Regions from separate parts of the Triticum aestivum genome. Here regions 2 and 3 are each linked to region 1. Evidence: chromatin contacts called from public Hi-C data. All regions are on one chromosome and are shown on one strand. Each heading gives the region's core, a stretch centred on a gene start, on an enhancer-like site or on the middle of the called end of the contact. The rest is flanking DNA. Distances are from core to core; before and after follow the strand shown.

What was found. A called contact is a pair of places that touch in the nucleus more often than the background predicts.
Region 2: a contact with region 1 is called in a Hi-C map of leaf, with 2.5 times the contacts expected there. The contact joins the promoter of LOC123159303 here to the promoter of LOC123160427 in region 1. A contact is called at or near these places in 4 of 5 Hi-C or Micro-C datasets (leaf and an unstated tissue).
Region 3: a Hi-C map of leaf shows a contact between it and region 1, with 7 times the contacts expected there. The contact joins the promoter of LOC123156514 here to the promoter of LOC123160427 in region 1. A contact is called at or near these places in 2 of 5 Hi-C or Micro-C datasets (both in leaf).

The regions. Positions count from the first base shown.
Region 1 is chr7B:538,211,826-538,214,688 of IWGSC CS RefSeq v2.1, forward strand. LOC123160427 (protein RGF1 INDUCIBLE TRANSCRIPTION FACTOR 1) reads right to left here and starts at 1,396. Exons shown (of 5, transcript XM_044578244.1): 1 at 1,126-1,396; 2 at 873-997; 3 at 492-724; 4 at 173-388. The coding sequence starts at 710.
Region 2 is chr7B:537,957,549-537,960,411 of IWGSC CS RefSeq v2.1, forward strand. It overlaps LOC123159303, which reads right to left and starts at 1,393. Exons shown (of 1, transcript XM_044577131.1): 1 at 547-1,393. The coding sequence starts at 1,357. The coding sequence ends at 770. It overlaps TRNAL-CAG (transfer RNA leucine (anticodon CAG)), which reads right to left and starts at 168; the gene lies at 88-168.
Region 3 is chr7B:538,404,922-538,407,784 of IWGSC CS RefSeq v2.1, forward strand. It overlaps LOC123156514, which reads left to right and starts at 1,469. Exons shown (of 20, transcript XM_044574630.1): 1 at 1,469-1,859; 2 at 2,488-2,737. The coding sequence starts at 1,553.

The sequences.
Region 1 (2,863 bases), core at 146-2,645:
TGCCGTTGACCCCCACGGCATGACCAGAAGCTTCCTCAGAGAGATTTCAGATAGAGAGATTCTGGTCCTAAAGAATGGTTTTCAGGGAGAGGGGTAGCGGACATGGAACTGTAGGTTGGAACTTGGAAGAGACGGAGGAGGAAGAAGAGATGAGAAAGAGTGGCTAGAGTACCTTGCATCCGAGGGAGCAGAAGCGGAACGAGTCCGGGAGGCTGCGGCAGCAAATCTCACAGGTGTTGGTGACGCCCTTGCCGGGCCTGGCCTGCGGCCGGCCGTTGAGGAACACGATCTTGGCGCTGTTGATCACGTACGTCTGCACGTGCGCGATGTCGATCAGCTTCCCCACCTCCGACACCCGGATCACGTTGTGGTACGACGAACGCCGTATCTGCACCCCAGCCATGTCCACCCATCCATCAGAATTCATTCACAAAGCACCACACACACGACACAATCCAGCCATGGATGATTTGGTTAAGAGTGGCGTGTACCTGGACGACGTGGTGGTCGCGGTGCGCGGGGACGCAGTAGGAGCAGAGCGCGCCGGCGGCGTGGTTGCAGCCGAGGCAGAAGAAGTTGCACTCGTTCTTGCTCAGGTCCGGGTGCGCCGGGCATGGCACGAAGAAGCTCGTGCCCAGCAGCGGCCGCAGCCACGGCGGGCCCAGGTCCTCCTCCGACCGCACCATGGGGCTCTGCTGCACGCTCACCATCACCTGCACCACATCTCCACGAGGGACACACACGATACAACAATTGATAAACCACACCGTCCTCGTATCCTCCAAAAACAAAATGCAACTCGCCGCCAGCCGCCACGAGCAGTAGCACTAGCACAGTACCTACAGATTAATCCGCCAAGAAGAGAACTTTACCATGTCACCACGCGACGCCCTTCGATCTTCTTCCAGGGTCACAGGATTGATCAACCAAGGCCTTGGGATTCCAAGCGGCAGCGGCAGACCAAGAAGACGACGACGAAGAAGAAGAGAGAATCAATCTGCCAGTTGAACAAAGCATACGCGAGATGAATGCAGAAGCAGAGGAAAAAGGCACGCATGACGCGACGGCTCCATCACGGCCGGGGGCCCCGATAACAACAGTATTAACGAATCAGCCGTCCGTTACCTGGTCGACGGGCGGGCAGAACCGAAGGAGGAGGACGAGGCGGACTGACAAGCTCGAGCGGAGACGGAGGGGGCGGCGGCGGCGGCGGCGAGGTGGAGGGTGGGGAGGGGATTGAATCCTTTACTCGCGGGGCTTCTGGAGATCGAAGAGGACGGAAGCGGTGTCGTGTGATCGTATATATCACAGGAAAGGAAAAAACATATATATTTGCATATGGACACGGATATATATCGACCGATGCGATGCCTCCCTTTCCCTCCTCTTCTCGACAACGAGAGAGGGACGGACGGGAGAAAAACAACGACGAAAAAGGCGAAAATGCAACGGTGGAGGCCGATGTAAGGCGGTTTGGTTTGCATCAGAGACGTGTCCGCGGTTCTTTCCTGCGATAGCTAAAGCTCCAAAAACAAATCGTCTTTTTCCGCTCCGGCGCCCATGCTTTCACGTAATCGCGTAATTCTCCGGCAACGGCTTTGGTTTTATTTTGTTTTGTCCATGAGTGAAAAAATATCCTCACTCAGATAGTCATGGACAATATGCGCACTGTGCCGTCGTTCTCCCTTTTCCCCAACCATTCCCCTCTAAACCCTATAAGAGGGGTAGACTGTGGCTTCCTTCTCCTCCACCGGCTCTACCAGTGTGACGGTGCAGGGAGGCCACGATCATCCACAGAAAATGTGTGTTACGCCGTTGTTTTGCCTTTTGCTCAACCGCTCCTCTGCAAAACCCTAAGAGCCAATCTCTGGATGCTAGGTCGCCAATGTCCTCCTCCTTTACTCGCTTTGCCGATGTGGGAGTGCGGGGAGGCCCTCATCTACAAGGTGGAGTTGTAGTTTCTAATGTTTTGGGGCTCTTAGGTAGGGTTTCGTTGTTCGTCGCTTCAGCCTTTCGGCGATGGTGGTGGCAAAGCTTAATGAAATCTTCTTCGACGACGTGTTGTTGGCAGTGTTGGTTCGGCGAATGAGGTTCCCTCATGTCTTCCCATGCCGGCGATGGTCGGCTGTGCCGGCGTCGATGGCATATTTTCCTGTTAGGCGCTTTGGTCAGTGAGGTTATGCTCATTGGGGTTTGTTGGTACGGTGGCGACATACAACTTACCTTTGAAGTTTGGAATTCAGACCTCGTCTCCGTCACGTCAGCACCACATCCAGTGTTGGCATGAGACCCGTGAGAAATAATTGTGGTTTGGCTCTTGGATCTGTGGCTTGTCTAATGTGATGGTTTCCTCTTCAAGACGATGATCTGACGTGGCAGTAGCCTTGAGAACTTTTCATTTGCATCATCAACAACAGACTGGATCCAACGACTGAGCAGTAGCCCAGTCATGAGGATGAAAATGGTCGGACCTAGGGGACTTTGATGTGACAAAATCATTTTTTTAGGGGTGACAAAATCATTTTAGGGGTGTTGTACTATTGGTTTTTGTTAATACTCCTAGATTCGAGTGCGAAAAGAAAAAAGATGTATTGTTCGGATTTATGTGGTTGTGATCTTATAATAAATTGTTGGCATTAGGTTTAAGGATTTTAGGCAAGAAATTCACTTCTAAAAGCACAACATTTTTATGTTAGCTTTTTAGAAAATCAATTTTATGTAAGTAGCTTAAGCACTTTTCATATGACCATGAGAAATAGTTTTTCATAGTCTTAATGGCCCTCAATTAAACAGGTGTACCTTTGCAGGGTTCATTTTGCAATAAGAAGATTTTGTGGGATGCGAGCAGCGAAAGGGAAATGTC
Region 2 (2,863 bases), core at 143-2,642, 250 kb before region 1:
CCAATTTAGTCAAATAAAAGGACATATACTTAATACATTCAAAAGAAAAGGTGAAGCAAATATAAATGAACGAAACAAAAAAAAAAGTGTCAAGAGTGGGATTTGAACCCACGCCCTTTCGGACCAGTACCTGAAACTGGCGCCTTAGACCAACTCGGCCATCTTGACTTTGTGAAAACTTTGCGTATAAAGTTTATTTATCGTGTAATAGCCTGTGCGCTCCACCGACGACGTGCACCTGCCGTTTGGCTGACCAGTGAGGCCTCCTCCGTCAGTTGCAAGTCCACAAGATGATTTTGACATAGCTGATCCGTACTCGTCAGAAATTGTGCCGCCAGAGATGCTCAATGCTTCAACCTTTTCCCCTTTCTAAAGTCTCCTCCATCCATACAAAATAATCTTAGGCAGCGCAACGGTGACAAAAAAGAAGACATGCGCGATAGTCAACCGAATATTATCACATGATCTAAAGCCGATGCCTTTGACCTTTATCCCAACACAATTAAGAAAAGTAGAAGTATGCCCCACAAAAAAAAAGTAGAAGTATGAACAAATCTCATTTCCCTTTGTTACCAAATATATGTACAATGGCAAATCAACAACCGACATCCTTATCTATCTTTTTTGAATCTTCCTCACCAACATCACAGTTCCAAAAAATGGATAACACAAAAAGAAAAGACAAAAAAATCCTATCAAAAATCTTGTAGTAATTTCCTTCCATTTTTATCACTCGGCGTCGCCTGGCGATGTTCTTATGAGCATTTCCTCACTCCTCATCCTCTTTGATGGTGCTGAGCGGCTTGAGCGGCTTCTTCGCCGGCGGACATGCCGCCACGGCAGCCTTCTTGCTGATTTTCGCCGGATTACCAGAGGCTTTCACAGAGTACTCCCCGAGTCTCCTCTCGTTGAGCTTCGCGTTAACCTGGGCGTCCACGTCGCCACGCCCGCTCTCGGGGTGCACCGGCGTGACCCGCACCTTCCTGATGCCGGCGCCGCGTCCACGCGGCCGCGCTCTCGTCGCCAGCGCCTCGCTCGCGCGCACCGCCATGGCCGCCATGTCGGCGCTCGACAGGGGCCGCCCGAGCATCGCGACGGGGAGCACGAAGTATATCTGGCCGGGACGGAGCTGCTCGCCGCCGCCGAGCGCCGGCACGTCCTCATCGAAGTAGAGCGCGTCGGAGCTGCACAAGAAGAAGGGGCCGTCCGCATTGCCGCCCAGGACGTCGGAGACGCTGACAGGCGAGGAGGTGGCGAACTCCGTCAGCGAGCCGTCGGCGGCGATGACGCGGGCCGACGACGGCTGCTGCTGGGGCGCGACGCTGCTCCGGTGGTTGTGAGAGAGACCTGATCCCATCCACAGTTTTTTGAATACAGGTTGAATGGTTTTGGTGTTTGGTGACGACGGGACGCGGAAAGACGATCTATATATAGACCACGCGCCGAACGTGGACGACAGTAGGAGTCCAGGGACAAGGGTTTAATTTGGAAACGAATTGTTGACATTCTTTTACACGTCGCTCCCTTGCTTTTGGTGTTATTGTGAGCTTGATGCCCTTCTCGATTCTCAGTTTCTCATGGTGACGGAATGAGGACTCCCTTCTTTATTTATTGCCAAAGCAACCTTGTTTTCTGCCACTTAAATGTCGCAAACGGTACCTGAGTATAATATTTCTCATCTACTCCCTCCGTTCCTAAATATAAGTCTTTCTAGATATTTTAATAGAAGTACATATGGATGTGACATATTTTAGTGTAGATTCACTCATTTTGCTCTATGTCTACTCTATATTCGAAAATTTAATAAAGACTTATATTTAGGAACGGAGGAAGCATGTGAGAGTTAGACACATCCTAGTTTATAATTCTTCCATCTCTTTCTTCCTCTATAAGAAAAGCTCTTCTCCTTCCGTTGGCGTCGCCGCCGATCCACCCCATCTTCGATGGCCTCTAGGCCATGGAGGTGCGGAGGATCTTGGCCCCCTGCCGGCGGAAGGGGCCCGTTCTCGTTCTTGTTAGATTGGACGCCTTGGTTGGGGCTGTGCGGCGGCAGCGATGTCCCTTATTTGCAATAGTGTCTTCCACGTTCTATCCCCATCCCGATGGTGCATCTAGCATCGTCGGAGGACGCGTGGAGGCTTGTCTTCGTCGGATCTCGCGGGATTCGGTCGGTGCTAGTCTTCGATGGATCTGTTTGGATACAGTTTTTGTTCGTTTTCGTTTGAGTGTTTACAGATTTGACCTTTCTGATCTACGACTTTCTTCATCGGCGATGGTTGCTACTCTGGTGCGCTGGTCCTATGGGGCCTTAGCACGATGACTTCCCGACTATCTACTACAACAAGGTTTGCCCGGCTCCAATGAAGGAGGGGCGATGACGGCGATGCGCCTTCTACTCGCTCCAGTGTTTGTAGTCGTCGCTAGGTGGTTCATGAACATGGTTGTAATTGTTATTATCTCTGTTGTTCTTTGTACTGCCATGATTGAAAATGAATAGATTGGAAGTTTTCCCAACAAAAGACACATCCTAGTTTGTTCTTCGAAACCCGGCAAATAACATTTTCACTTAGAAAGCAAATGGTGTGATTGCGGCAAATTTTTCATATGAAATTACTCCCCCTGTAAAGAAATATAAGACTTAGTGATTTAAAAAGTCATATTTATGTACAATGGGAGCAGAAAAGATTATGTTGACATGGAAACCGGACACAAAAGTTTGGTTCCTGGGTATATATACACCCCTATATATGTAAAAAGTTAGTAACCACAAAAAATGTCAAAAATGTCTGAAACTTTTTTAAAAAATAAACCCGACCTTATGTTGTATTGGTGTAAAAAGGTTAGCCAAGGAAAAATTCCATGG
Region 3 (2,863 bases), core at 219-2,718, 190 kb after region 1:
TATCGCTCGTAGCGGGCGCTGTATAGCAGCTCGGAATTCCCTATTTGCCGCTCGTTGCGTCGAAATGTCGACGCAACGCACAGAGCTGGCCGATCGAAGCGCTCACCTGGGCCGGCCCGTTACACTTTCCGATTTTGGGAACCTTCTAGAGTTTCTCAGCCGGTTTTTTCTGGTTTGGGGAAATTTCTAGAAGGTTCTTTGAACCGTTTTTTTCTTTTGTCAATTTTTCTGTTTCTTTTTTCTCTTTTTTCTTTCTTTTATTTTCCTTTTCTAATTCTTTTTTCGTTTCCTTTACATTTAAAGTCCATTTTTTTAAAACAAATCAGCTTCCAAATTTTGTTCAGAAACTGAAAAAAATGTTCGTACTTTTAAAATATTTTCAATTTTGTAAAAATTGTCGTGCTTTAAAAAGTTGTTCATAAATTCAAATAATGTTCGCATTTTCAAAAAAAATGTTCAGGCATTTCAAAAATGGTTCTCATTTTCCAAAAATTGTTCGGAATGTTTTTGTTCATTTTTTGGAACTATTCAAATAATGACCGGGAGTTAAAAAATGTTCATGTTTTCAAAAGTTGTTCTTGTTTCCAAATTTTATTCATGTATTCAAAAAATGTTCATGTTTCAAATTTGTTCGGGATTTTTAAAAATTGTTCTACGTTTGAAAATATGTTCTCAAGATTCAAAAAATGTTCGTGCTTTAAAAAATTGTTCGTGATTCCAAGTTTGTTCAATATTTTTCAAAATTGTTCTCTGTGTCAAAATTTGTTCTCAAGATTCAAAAAATGTTTGGGAATTGATAAAAATGTTCCAGCTTTCCAAATTTGTTCACAAATTCAATAGTAGTTCATGTTTTTCAATCTTGTTCACAAATTCAAAGAATGTTCTGGAAGTTTTAAAAATTTAAACATTTTTTCACAAATTCAAGAAATGTTCCCCCTTTTCAAATTTGTTCACATCATCAAAATGTTCCTGTTTTACAAAAAATTGTATGAAAATTCGGAAAATGTTTTTTATTTTGAAGAAAATATTCATAATTTCGAAAAATTCAGTTGTAGGAGGTCGTCGGTACGACCCAATAAATGGACTGTAGTTTTTGGGATTTTTCGCGAATTAATGTTCAAGTGTTGTTTTGGTCATATACGTCTTTAACTTTCGCGCTGCCAAATTGAACATGGGAATGACTAGGTCGCAGTGGTTTGCATGGCAGGCCAAGAACTCTGAAGTCATGTGTTCGAGTAACAGAAATCGCACTATTTTATTTTTCGCGATTTTTCATCTCGGGAACCTGCCGCCGCATGCCACTGTAAATGGGCCGGACCACGCTAGCCGCTCCTGTGCGAAGCGTCGGCACTTTGCCGCAGCGAGCGGCCTATAGGAGCTCCCTAGCAGCTCCCCCTTCCTCGTCGCTCTACTCGCCAGCTCGGATTGAAGAAAGTGTTGCTCGGGGCCCGTCACGAGCTCGCGATACGCAAGCCCATAATTCCTCTTGCCCTCTGTGTCTCAAAAAAAAAAAAAAAACCCTCTTCCCCTCTTCTGCTCCGGCGACTCGCCGATGTCCTTACCGCTATCCGGCCACCGTACCATCCTCCTTCTCATCCTCATCGAGCTCCTAGTGCCGCTCCGGTGCGCGGGGGAGTCGGCGACGTGCCTTGCTGTGTACCGCGAGGGCGGCGCGCCCGCGGTGTACCAGTCCGCGCACTGCCCCCGCTGGACCATCCTCTCCGCCGGCGAGGGGGATGGGGACAAGGGCCCCTCCTCCCCGCAGCCGAGGAGGTGCCATGTGGCGGCTCACCGTGGCCGCCGCCGCTCCCAGGAGGACCGCGCCGTCTGCGCTCTCGGCATCCGCATCCCCTTCATAGGTACCTGCACAACACGGAGTCAGTAAAACAAATCCGCAATTTACACGCGGTGTTGCACTGCAGCTATGAGGTGGAAGGAAGAGGGAGTATTGAGAAATCATGTGCAATTAACCAACTCCCAGGATTGTACTGGCGACCTTGTTTATTAATTAATGCACTTATTATTATGCTTCATGGACTCTGGGCTAGAAATGAGGAACGAAAACAGTATTCTGCTTCTGGTTTACTGGTACTATGATTTTTACTCCTGAATGTTAGTTGGCTTTTCATGTCAGAGAGTGTAGTCACTAAGAAATCGTAAAAATGGGAGTGGGAAGCTGGATATCATGTTGGAAGGATCATAGTAGAAAGGTACCCTGCAGAGTTTATTAGACCTAGAACAGCATCTTTTTCCTACCATTAAGGTTGCATACTGCAAGACTGCGAGTTGGTAAAGTTGATTAGTGCGTCATGACTCATATGTCTAGGGATAACAAGTCGCTATTAGCCTATTACATAGTCAGTCAAACGATCTTGTAGAAATACTTTCTTCAAAAGTGCTTTGGTTATTGTGATTTTATGCTCGATCCTTTAAGATGCACCCGGTTCATTTGTAATCTGATTCTGGCTAACTTGCTATATTGTACAGAGCAAATGAGAATTAAAGAGGTGGATGTCGGAGTGATGGCCATATTTGATGGTCATAATGGAGATGAGGCCAGTGAGATGGCTTCTAAGCTCTTACTGGAGTACTTGTTGCTTCATGTTTATTTTCTTCTTGACGGTATATACTCCATCATATTCAGAAACTCAACCGGAAAGCTGACACATAAGGAAGTTACTATTCTTAACAGTGTTCTTGACCTGTACAAAGAGGATCAGCCCAATCATGGCCAGAGGTTTGTCTTTTATCATGCCCTTTAATCCATGTAAATAGTTCCGGTTGTGTTTACACTATGGAGTTACATCCTGTTTACAGCATGTTGACGATGATTTTGATGTTTCCTTGATCTCAGAATGCTATT